Linked DNA regions of Sus scrofa: region 2 is linked to region 1. Evidence: chromatin contacts called from public HiChIP or PLAC-seq data. All regions are on one chromosome and are shown on one strand. The core of a region is the stretch at or near the end of the contact, and the rest is flanking DNA. Distances in the headings are between cores, read along the strand shown.

What was found. HiChIP or PLAC-seq counts read pairs in DNA pulled down with a chosen protein or histone mark.
Region 2: an H3K27ac HiChIP or PLAC-seq map of alveolar macrophages shows a contact between it and region 1. The contact joins the promoter of TREM1 here to the promoter of LOC100737927 in region 1. A contact is called at or near these places in 1 of 5 promoter capture datasets (fetal liver), 2 of 47 Hi-C or Micro-C datasets (alveolar macrophages and subcutaneous adipose tissue) and 1 of 2 datasets of contacts at active chromatin or transcription factors (alveolar macrophages).

What each region holds. Positions count from the first base shown.
Region 1 is chr7:36,407,148-36,413,079 of Sscrofa11.1, reverse strand. It overlaps LOC100737927 (adenylate cyclase type 10), which reads right to left and starts at 2,561. Exons shown (of 32, transcript XM_021098668.1): 1 at 2,399-2,561; 2 at 1,378-1,482. The coding sequence starts at 2,555. It overlaps NFYA (nuclear transcription factor Y subunit alpha), which reads right to left. Exons shown (of 10, transcript NM_001243295.1): 10 at 5,631-5,932.
Region 2 is chr7:36,527,959-36,533,961 of Sscrofa11.1, reverse strand. TREM1 (triggering receptor expressed on myeloid cells 1) reads left to right here and starts at 2,166. Exons shown (of 4, transcript NM_213756.1): 1 at 2,166-2,273. The coding sequence starts at 2,225.

The sequences.
Region 1 (5,932 bases), core at 1,312-3,811:
CACTAGCTGCTTAACCCACTGATCGAGGTCAGGGATTGAACCCTCAACCTCATGGTTCCTACTCAGATTCGTTTCCGCTGCGCCATGACGGGAACTCCCTTTTTTTTTTTTTTTTTTTTTTAAACCTCAACTATGTCCTTTCTAGAATATATACCCTATTATTATCTTATTTACTTATTTTTCTCTCCTGCTAAAATGGAAACTGCAAGAGGGCAGGTACTGTGTCTTACTTTCCCATGTATTTCTAGTACCCAGAAGATTCTGGTGTTACAACACAAACATGATACATCATTTATATCTCCCCCTTTCATCGAGATCTAAACTTGATGAGATCTGGAGTTCCCATTGTGATTCAGTGGTTAATGAACCCAACTAGCATCCATGAGGACTCCTCTTGTGTGAAAGGAGTTCCTATTATGGTGCAGCGGAAACAAATCCGACTAGAGACCATGAGGTTGTGGGTTTGATCCCTGGCCTCACTCAGTGGTTAAGGATCCAGCATTGCTGTGGCTGTGGCGTAGGTCGGCAGTTGTAGCTCTGATTGGACCCCTAGCCTGGGACCCTCCATATGTTGCAGATGTGGCCCTAAAAAGCAAAACAAACAAAAAACTCCCCGCAAAAACTTGATGAGATCAGCGGAAAGACTTATACTTGTTCCTCAGGGGTAAGGGGTGATTCACATAGCCATTTATATGGCTAAAGTAGATGCCGCAAAGTAACTATTGTGGTGACTCTTGGAATGATAGCCAGAACTCTATGGGACACTGTCAGTAAAGGAAGGGAATATTTTATTAGTACTAAAGGGTATAGGACCAATTTGTTAGGTAGACCTAACTAGACTGAAAGCTCCTTGAAGAGCAGGGTTTTGCACTCCCTGCGCCTATTACAGTGTATGTCATAGGGCAGGTACTCAAAACATGTTTACTGTACAAACAAAAAGGTTTCTTTTCCCCCCAGATTAAGCAAGAAAGAAAGAATACTCATTCTTACCTCACAGGGGATCAAAATGCAATAACAGAATGGGAAGGTGTTTTATAAATTACATCTTATATACACACAAGAGGCCCATTATATTCTGGTTAGAAGACACAAACTGAGGGACACCTTATTTACTAATTAATACAAACATGCAAAGTACAAATTAAAATTAGCATTTTTCCCCCTTTCTGAACACTGAGTCAACAGATGTGAGATTGAGGAGAATGACAGATACAGGCAAAGATCTAGCTTGTTCGTGGCAAACCTGAAGAAATAAAAGAGGAGTGACAGCAAAGGAATGACCCTTTAGTATCTGTTTTAAAGTACCCCAGGCGTCCTTGTGTTGCAAACCCTCAGGAGCCCAGCACACCTCCTTGCTCCCCTACAGTGGTCACTCACGCTCCACGATGTCACTAATGTAATAGCTGAAGATGTGGGCCAGTTTGTCCATGTCATGTTCCAACTTGCAGCTCAGGCTGAACCTGTCCATTAATGCTGTAAACCCTGACCAACAAAGCACAAATGACTACGTTAGCTGCAAATCCTAAACTTTTAACCCCTAACCCCTCCACACATCAGGCCAGTGTGAAGGAAGCATATCTCTTCAAGATGAGTAATTTCATTATCCTTGCTAAGTTCCTTAGCAAGTACTCAGAGCCAGGCTGATTGCTGCTGCCTCTGGGAGTGCAGAGCAGCCCCCCCGCCCCCACGTTTCTAGAAGCTGCAGATGGTGAAGATTCATCCACAAGTGACTTTTTCCTCAGAATCCAGTTACTCCTTTCCCATCATACCCTCTTAAGACTCCCTGGCCAAGGGAAACGACAGGATTCTCTTGCTCTGTGAGGGAGAGAGAAATCACTGACAAGGAGAATGGATTAAAAACCTTTATGGAGAACTTAAAATGGTGAGCTGAGCTCCTTGAGGACAGGCACCTGAATCACTCATCTTTATATCCATGACACATAAAACTCCATAAATATCTGTTAAATGAAGGCCTCTCATAGTAGCTACTAAGTCTTTTAACTCCTAGAATAAAGGCAGGCACATACTTATAGACCCAAAGAAGGAATTACTGAGCAAATAAAATCATTGGATTAGGTGGATGCTTACTGGGAAATGTTCGGGATTGGGGGAAAACTTGGGTTCAAAACCTGTTATGGCTTTAAAGTCCTTTCTCCTTTCTGAGCCTCAATTTCACCATTTCTGAAGTGAACTCGGGATACATAAGGTCGTCCCGAAAGGCGTCCTCCTGCTCTGAAAATGACCCTGTTTCCCGCGGAGGCAGCGGAAAGTGCAGTGAAAGAGCGCCTTAGCTCGCTCCGGGGCCAGGCCGGTAACTGCCGAGGCCTCTACGAGCTGAGGCCCAACGGCTGCCCCTCCTGCAGGCCGGGGAGAGCGACGCTCCTCCCCTTGTCCTCACCCGTCACGTGGACGCCAAGGAGGACGCCCTGGGCCGTGGCGAGCTCGGGTTCTGATCCCCCGGGCTTCCTGAAAACCAGCAGGTCGGGCAGCAGCGCCGCCAAGCGGGCCTCTACTGGCCACTGAGGCGGCACCGCCTCCCGCTCGCCGGTCGCCATGGCGGCGGCGGGGCTGCCCGCCAAGCTACCGGAAACAAGTTTACTCCGAATAGTAGCCAATCCGCAACCACGGCCCTTACGGTCCCTCCCACCAACCAATCAGCGCGGGGATCCTTGGGTCAGTACCAATGGAAAGCCGCCGGAGGCCCCGCCCCAGCTGCTTCCCATTGCCTTTTTCCCTCGCTCTGGCTTCCGGGGGGGAGGGGCGGAAGGCGGGCAAGGGCGGAGCATATAGTTAATAGCTGAAATTTTTGATCTCCTTGAAAACTGGTGATCCTTCCACGACGAAACTAATCACCTGGGATAAATTCAGTAGGGTGGTCTTTTCCCCTTACCACTAAAGTAGGAATTTCGTTTCTAGGTCGTCTTTTTAGTTTTCTAAGGACAAGCAAATTCAGGATACTTTTTAAATACACACCGAAGCTATTTAACAGTCCTTTTCCTTGTTAGGAAGTTTCTTCCACTTCTGTTGTCTGCCAGGATGGATCACTGGATCTCATGGGATGCTCCCCGGGGGCGTTTTTTCTCAAGTAAGTCCCTGACTTGAGTGTGAAAATGGCACATCTGAAGCTGCCAGTCCATTGCTCAGATTTGTGAATACAAAACAATAAAAGGATGAGCATGTTGTGATTTCTAACCATCAGAAAATGCATGTTTTTTAACATAAATAAAAACAATCTAAAAATTACGTCTTCACTTCTTTAGTTCTACAACACACCATAAATTGAGGCTGTTTTGGTGAAAACTAAAGGGCTAATCTTACTAATGGAATTACTTTCATTATGTTTTCATTAACACTTGCAGTGAGAAGACCAAATGTATGATCAGCCCACAGATGTCAGAATCTCCTTAGTAGGGTGGGAGGACCAAAAGGGAAGGAAAAGAGACCAAGGGGAGATACACAGCTGAGATGCTGGACAACCTCTGTAAGTTTGACACACTGTCCACAGAACTTGCATGTGTATTTATGGTTTACCAACCATTATAAACATAACCCAAGGGATGTAGACTCCTCAAAACTCAAGACACTTTTTAGCATTTTTATAAATTTATTTATTTTAAAAAATAACAATTGAAATGACATCAATGATCCATCACCTGTGCTCCCCTACTGCTGGGAGGAAAAAAACCTGTGTAGTTTAGTCCCAAAGGAAAATCAAGACATTATTATCAGGCACTCATTAGCCAGAAAAATGCTCTGTTGGTCCAGTGGTAGAGACACTGACATGTTCGATGTACCAGTGCAATTAAAATATATACATTTACAATTATCCTGCAAAAAAAAAAACCAAAAAACAAAAAAACCAAACCCAAGAAACACTCAAGAAGTGAAAGAACTACACATTAAACTAGTTATTCACTCATCCATTCATTCTTTTTGCATCTATGAAGTAATCACTACAGTCTCAAGGACAAATGGATAAAAGAATTTCTAGCAACAAAGAAAAAAAATCCAAACTTCAGTCCCACTTTGTGGGTTATTACGTGCTAAAATGACCACAATAAAGGGGCCATGAGCTACCTGAAATGCAATGACAAAATGACAACTGATGCATTTCATTTCAAATAAACCAAACTCAAACTCATGAAAAAAAAAAAAAAAAACCCAAAAAACAAAACCCACCCCCCCACAACAAAAATGAGGTTGGTATTATTATGTACAAACTTACAGACACAAATAAATAGCATTTTAGAACTAGGTGTTGGCTTAAGTACTAGAAATTAGATCTGAGTAATTTCTTTCTGAACTCTGCATGAGTATTAAAGAAACCAAAGGATATAAACTCCTCATTGCTTTTAGTAACCTATCATCTGAAAAACTTAGGGCTTACCACCTGAATCTCACATAAGGAGCCAGAAGTTTCTAGTAAGCCTACCTGGAAGCCAGGACAGATGACTAGATTCAAGGGATGAGGGAGATACTCCACTTCCTGCTTTCTTTGCATAGTTCTATACCTCCATTTCTACCATTACAATGATTCCCCTTTGTGATGATTTCTTTAGAGGATTTAATTTCCTTTCCCTCTTAACATAGGTAGAGTGAAATCAAAGAGCGAGCCAATCTCTACTCTCGGTATTTAAATCAAACCCAAATGTTCTCCAAAAGAACTAAGTTTCCCTTCTTTGTTTCCAGAGAAGGCAGCAACTCTTCCCAAATATCATCTCGGTTCTCCCAAGGTTCCACATCTAGAAAACAAACAGATTATTCAGGCACAACCCATTCTGGGAACCATGGCCCGGTTCCTGACCCTGCAGGAATCCACTTCCAGTCCACAGTTCATCACCAGAATGGGGATGCAATGTGAAAACCTTTCTGCTCAAGGCTTATGGAGAAAAGGGGAAACAAACAGAAACCGGCACCAAAAAATCAGCTGCCATGGGAAGAACAAGAATGTTTGCTCTGTGGGGCCGGCACAAAGCACAGCAGGAGTGAAGCCAACATCCACCTCGAACTCTAGCAGGTAACCTGGAATGTGTCCAGATTAGCTGATTGAACAGTGCTTTCCAGAAATTGTCAAGGACCAAATCAGACTTCTCCCTTTCAAACGTGCTTGTTAAAAGATTGTAGTATAAATGTAAATTATTCTCTTCATCTTAACAATCCATCCCAGGCATCAATCCACTGGCGAATCATGCTATATGACAACACAAGGGTATGCATACTACTCTCTTTGTCCTTCTAGACTGAAACACACACGAACCTTTCTAGTCCCCAAATGCTGTCACGGAGCCTATGATTGAGAATCTCTCTAGTTTTGCTGTTTAGGAGTTACTACAAATGTCCTCAGGACTTCAGCACAGAAGTTGTGTAATTTTGTTCTCTACTTAGGAAAGGCAGTTTCAAGATCCAATACCCTCAAATTGTCCTAAAAGTCAAGAACTGTGGTCCATATGACCTGTCAACAGACAAGTAGACAACAACTTGTCAAAGCTAAGAGATCCAGCAATTTCTACGTTTAGTGCTTGAGTCTTTTGTCAGTCTATCCCGAGAGTTAACTTTTTCTTGGCCGGTGTCCAAAAATACCAACCTATCATCCGGGTGGACAGAAATTCTTATTATTACCACAGATTAGATGAATGTATCTCAGAGAATTTATTGTTTCCATATCATGAGATGGAGCTTCCTTGCCTGGAAACCATCTCTGAATACAAAGTGTTCATTAGTCAGCCTGAGATCCCCCAGCAGAGGGACGGGTGCTGTTCAGAATCCTTGGGAAAGGAGTGGGCTGCAGCTTCCCTGATTGCAGTTTAGGTTGAGAAGGTCATTCTCCTCTGCGGAGACGGCTGGCTGGCATCACCAGGCAACATAAGTGCTATGTGTGGTACTGCTAGGCTGGCATGGCTCCCTTGCATCATCCCAATCCATGAAATGTCAA
Region 2 (6,003 bases), core at 917-3,416, 120 kb before region 1:
GTCTACGACCTACACCACCAGCTCAGGGCAATGAGGGATCCTTAACCCACTGAGGGAGGCCAGGGATCGAACTTGTGTCCTCACAGATATTAGTCAGATTGGTTTCTGCTGAGCCACAACAGGAACTCCCTTGTTTTTATCTTTTGCTTTTTCAGTTTGCAGACACGATAGCACCTTTTTGCTGTTTTCATACTTGAAGAGCATTCGGCTTGAGTATAAAATTCTAGAGGCAAGGTTTTCTTTATACATTCTCCCACTGTATTTGCTACTCAGAAAAGAAATTTGACTCCTGCTCATTTCAACCTTTTTGAAGGAATCAAGTTTTTTTTTTCTTTCTTTTTTTCCTGTTTGTTTAGCAGCAAGAGTGTTAACGAAAACTTTTTCAACACGGGAACTTTATAGTCTTGGTTTCACTTCATGAATTTTTCCTTGCCCAGGTTGAATTCTCTCAACCTCCAATTTCAGATTGCTTTTCAGATCTAGAGAATGTTTTTTTTTTGTTTGTTTTTTTTAAGTTTCTCTCTCTCTCTCTCTTTTTGCCACCCCTGGCATATGGACTTCCCAGGCCAGGGATCAGATCTGAGCTACAGCTGCAACCTAAGTGGATCCCTAACCCCCTGTGCCAGGCCCGGGATCAAACCTGCTTCCCAGGGCTCCCAAGATGCTGTCCCATCCTGTTGCACCAGAGCAGGAACTCCTAAAGTTTTTATTAAAATATAGTTGATTTACAATGTTGTGTTAGTTTCTGGTGGACAGCAAAGTGATTCAGAATATATGCATAGTCTTTTTTGTATTCTTTTCCATTATAGTTTATAACAGAATATTGACTATAGTTACCTGTGCTATGTAGTAGGACCTTGTCATTGATTTATTTTATGTGTAGTAGTTTGTATCTGCTAATCCCAAACTCCTAATTTATCCCTTCCTCCTCCTTTCCTCTTTGGTAAGTTTGTTTTCTACATCTGTGAGTCTGTTTCTGTTTTGTAAATATGTCCATTTGCATCACTTTTTAGATTTCAGGTATAAGTGATATCATAGGGTATTTGTCTTCCTCTGTCTGGCTGGCTTCACTTAGTGTAATAATCTCTAGGTCCATCCATGTTGCTGCAAATGACATCATTTTATCCTTTTTTATGGCTAAGTAATATTCCATTTTATATGTACACCATATCTTTTTTATCCATTCATCTTTCAATGGACATAGGTAGTTTCCAGGTCTTGGTGATTGTAAACAGTGCCGCAGTCAACACTGGGATGCATGGATATTGGAAAAAAAATTTTTTAATATATATTTTAACTTCATTTATGATCCACTGTCCCATGTTAAATTTCAAAAATATCCCTTATTAGTACATTATTTGTAGGTTGGATATCCATGATTTGTCCTTCACCATTTTTGAGCTCTTTGAAATGTCCTTATAGATTTTACATTTGGAAGTATTTCTGAAGTGAATCTTCTCCGTGACTGATTTTTTACCCTGTCGAATCTGCCTTTGATTGCTTCTAGTATGGAAGCTGCTGGATTTTTTTTTTTATTCCCTATGCCACAGCTACAGCAACACCACAGCAACCAGATCTGAGCCGTGCACAGGCCAGCAGCTGTAGCTCTGATTCAACCCCTAGCCTGTGGACCTCCATATGCCAGGGTGTGGCCCTGGAAAGCAAAAGAAAAAGCCAAGGGGAGCAGGGTGCAGCTGAGGACAGAATGCAGAAACAACACCCATGTTAGGTACAGTGCTGAGCGCTTTCCATGGGGCCCTCACCTAGTTCTCACAAAACCCCTAAAAATGAGGGCTTTTTATTCCAACCTCTGGCTCTGTGCATCTGGCACGCTTACCTGCACTGAACTGGATGGGAGCAGAGGGTGGGCCTCAGGAGAGCAAGGTGGGCTTCTGATCCCCGGATAACATTAACTCCTTACTCTGTTTACCCAGAAGTAGTGTTCTCACTAAGAGGTTGCTTGAAAAGAATCATTGTTATTATCCCCCAAGAACAGGAAACTGGGGTTTGGAGAAACTTCCTGGAGACTTGAGCCCTGTCTCGGATCCACGTTTGTTGTCTCTGACGTCTGGGGCCAAGGCAACTAGTGATGACAGAGCATCCAACCCAACACCTCCGAGAAGTGGCGTAATATCCTATTGCATAACTTTCTGGAGCTTCTAGTTAGAGTGTTCCTCACAGCTGTCCCATGAGGCGGGGGCAGTTGGGGCTGGTGCGCGTGACGATGAGGAGCGCTAGGCTCGGGAGGCTGCTTTGGATGCTCTTCATCACAGGTAAGATCGGCAAGAGATGCGAGCAGGTGAGGCTTCTTCCCTGGACCTGGGGTTGGGGAATCCCACCACAAGAAAGGTCTTTACTTCAGAGGCTCCAGGGCATGTGGCCACCCAAGGCGGCACCAAACCAGTGGGTATGCCAGGCCGGGTGCCCCAGCTTTACAGAATCAGGACTCACAGGGCCTGAGAACAGAACTAAAAGGGGGTAAGTTAGGGAAACAGGAGGTTGGTGCTTTTCCATGTCCTCGGGGACATGCAAACCCCTGGGTGGGAAAATAATGATGGAGTAAATCTCCACTTGACATGATCTAAAGGAGTTTTATTTGAGTTTTAAGTTATTTATTTATTTGTCTTTTTAGGGCTGCACTTGTGGCATACAGACATTTCTAGGCTAGGGGTCAAATTAGAGCTTACACCACAGCCACAGCAATGCCAGATTCTTAACCCACTGAGAGGGGCCAGGGATTGAACCCACTTCCTCATGGATACTAGTCGGGTTGGTTACCACTGAGCCACAACAGAAACTCCAAGTTTGAAGGTTTTCTTCCCCTTAGAGTCCTTCTTGGTTCTTCCGATGTTCACAGGCTGTTAAACCCCAAAGACATAGTTCATTCAATGGATGTTCCCCAGGGGCCAGCCAGGGGCCACGAAATATGTTATTGGCAAAAGGACACAGACGGGAACCAAAAAATGGGCCCATTTTCATGGAGGCCGTGATCCTGGGTCCACTGTCTGCTGGCCTTGCAGGGCTCTGTCACCCAGGCTCGGCAGGGCTGTTCCGTCTCTGGCCCTCACCTCTGACTGAACAGCTCACGCCTTCTCTAAAAATGCAAGCATTTGGGGGAGTTCGAGTTGTGGTTCAGTGGGGTAAGAACCCGACTTGTATCCATGAGGATTCAGGTTCCATCCCTGGACTTGCTCAGCCGGTTAAGGATCTGGCGTTGCTGTGGCTGTGGTGTAGGCCGGCAGCTACAGCTCCAATTCAACCCCTAACCTGGGAACTTCCATATGTCACAGGTATGGCCCTAAAGAAAAAAAAAAAAAAAAAAAAAAAAAAAACGGAAGCATTTGAAACTTGTGTTGCTCCTGCTTCTAATCCTTGCGAAGACACTGGGGAAATGATCAGAGAAAGGAAAAATGTCAACAGGGAGTGAAGAGAAAACTTTGCTTTGGAAGGACACAAAGATTCCAGGGAGAGGGTGTTTTCCGGGGAGCCCACTGCCTTGAGCAAGGTCACAGATGATCATCTGGCAAAGCCCGCACACCGATGCTGCTTATGGTCTCTCAGGAGCCGGGGCAGTAATCCAGATGGACACACAGGAGTTTGGGTCTCAGGGACCAGTGCATTTCCTCATGTCTTATTCATGTTCTTCCAAAGGAGCACTGGAAGATGATGGAAGGTTGACGACTGAGAGAAAACCAGTGGCTTTTTTTTTTGCTTTTGTTTTTTTCCCACAGTGTCCTGAGGGGGTAGGTTAGGGGTAACATAAAACTCCTTCTAGCTCCCGTATCCCAAAGGAATGGTTAGGCAGCTCTTCACACCAGGGCTGGCACAGCTCGAATTCCAGGCAGGCAGCTGCCTGGCCCATCTGGCTCAGAGGTTTAGAGCTGACCCTAGGGTCAGACTAATAGGGCTAGAATCCTGGGTGCACCCCTTTCTTCTATGGGACCTTGGGAAAATCACTTAACGACCTCTGCGTTATTAAATAACCTTTCTGTGCCCCAATTTCCTTAGCTCTCAACTGGGAATAACAGTGGTGTCAACCTTAAAAGTTATGAAGATTCAGGGAGATCGTATTTTAAACACTTAGCAATAAAAGGTATTTGCTATTCCTCTTCTCCTTTCTTTTTGGCTCTGCCCAAAACACATGGAAGTTCCCGAGCCACTGCAGTGACAACGCCAGATCTTTAGCCCCCGGTGCCACAAGGAAACACCTGTTATTTTTTTTTTATTAACATGTGATGAGGAACTCCTTTCTCACAATGGTGCAAAATTGATGCACAGAGAGCACTTCTCCATCAGTTTCTTACTATCTCCTTTCACAAGAGTCAGGCAGGTTTGTGTGCAATCTGTTTCCTGTAGCTTCTACTGTCTTAGTCCATCTTGGCAGCAGTAACAAAATGCCACAGACAGTGTGGCTTACAAACAACAGAAATTTACTTCTTCAAGTTTTGGAGGCTGGAAGTTCAAGGTCAGGGTACCAGTGTGGTTGGGTTTTTCGGAAGGTCCTCTTCTGGACTGCAGACTGCAGACTTCTCACTGTGTTGTCATGGTGGGAGGGGCAAGGGAGTTTTCTGGAGCCTCTTGATGTGTTTGTGTGTGTGTATATATACACACCCAAGGCATATGGAATTTCCCAGGCCAGGGATGGAATCCAAACTGCAGCTATGATCCATGCCACTATAGTTGGATTCTTAACCCACTGCACCAGAGCTGGAATTCTTGGAGCCTCTTTATTTTTCATTTTCTCTTGGTCTTTTTAGGGCAACACATGCAGCATATGGAGGTTCCCAGGCTAGGAGTCAAATCAGAGCTACAGCTGCCAGCCTACACCACAGCCACATCAGATCCTTAACCCACTGAGTGAGGCCAGGGATGAACCTGAGTTCTCGTAGATACTAGTCAGGTTTCTAACCTGTTGAGCCACAATGGGAACTTCTGCAGCCTCCTTAATAAAGACTCTTTAACTACTCCCATTCCTGAGGGAAGAGCCCTCGTGACCTAATCATCTCCCAAAGACCCCACCCACCAATACCATGGCCTTGGAGGCTAAAATTCCAACATATGAATTTTGGGGAGGACACATTCAGACCAAAGCATTCACTATGGTGACCATGGTGAACCACCAAAGCCCTAACTTCTTCTTTTTTTTTTTTTTTTTTGTCTTTTTAGGGCCGCCCCCGCGGCATATGGAGGTTCCCAGGCTAGGGGTTGAATTAGAGCTACAGCTGTCAGCCTACGCCACAACCACAGCAATGTCAGATATGAGCTGTGTCTTCGACCTACACCACAGCTCACAGCAATGCTGGATCCTTAACCCACTGAGCGAGGCTAGGGATCGAACCTGCATCCTCATGGATGCTAGCCAGATTCATTTCTGCTGAGCCACAATGGGAACTCCAAAGCCTTAACCTCTTAAATGAATGTTACAGAGGGTGGAGAGTGGGTCTCGTGTATGTTTCTCAGAGCCCTAAACAGTGCCTGGCGCAGAATAGGCTCTCACCGCAGTTTGAGGAATGAGAGAAAGAATGAGTGAAACAAACTTGGTTTAAAACCACTCCCATTCCTTCCTTCGGTCTCTCCTTCCCCTATGTTGCTATCCCTGACTATTTCATCAGCCTTTCTCTGTTTCTAGCTCTCTCTTTGGTGCCCCTCGGTGGGAACAGACTGGGTAAATGATGGCTGAGGTCCTGTCCTGCTCACAGACACTGGCCCAGAGCTAGCCCTGCGCTCCCTCCCTCCCTGTCTCTACCACGGGCCCCAGGACAGTCACTTGCATCTCCATGAATGTGCTAGGTCCTTGTCAGCTGAGAGATAAAACAAATAAAGCATATTTAGTTGGAAAAAAAAAAAAAACAGACATTCCACCTGTGTCTCAGGATTAGAGTTCATGCTAATCATCAGGAAGCTTGTCTTCAAAGTTTCTTTAGAAACTGAAGTCTGGTCCCAGCAGCAGTATTAGCCTTCAAGCCTGGTTTCACTTTCAAAATCCTCAGGAGTCCCTGAGTT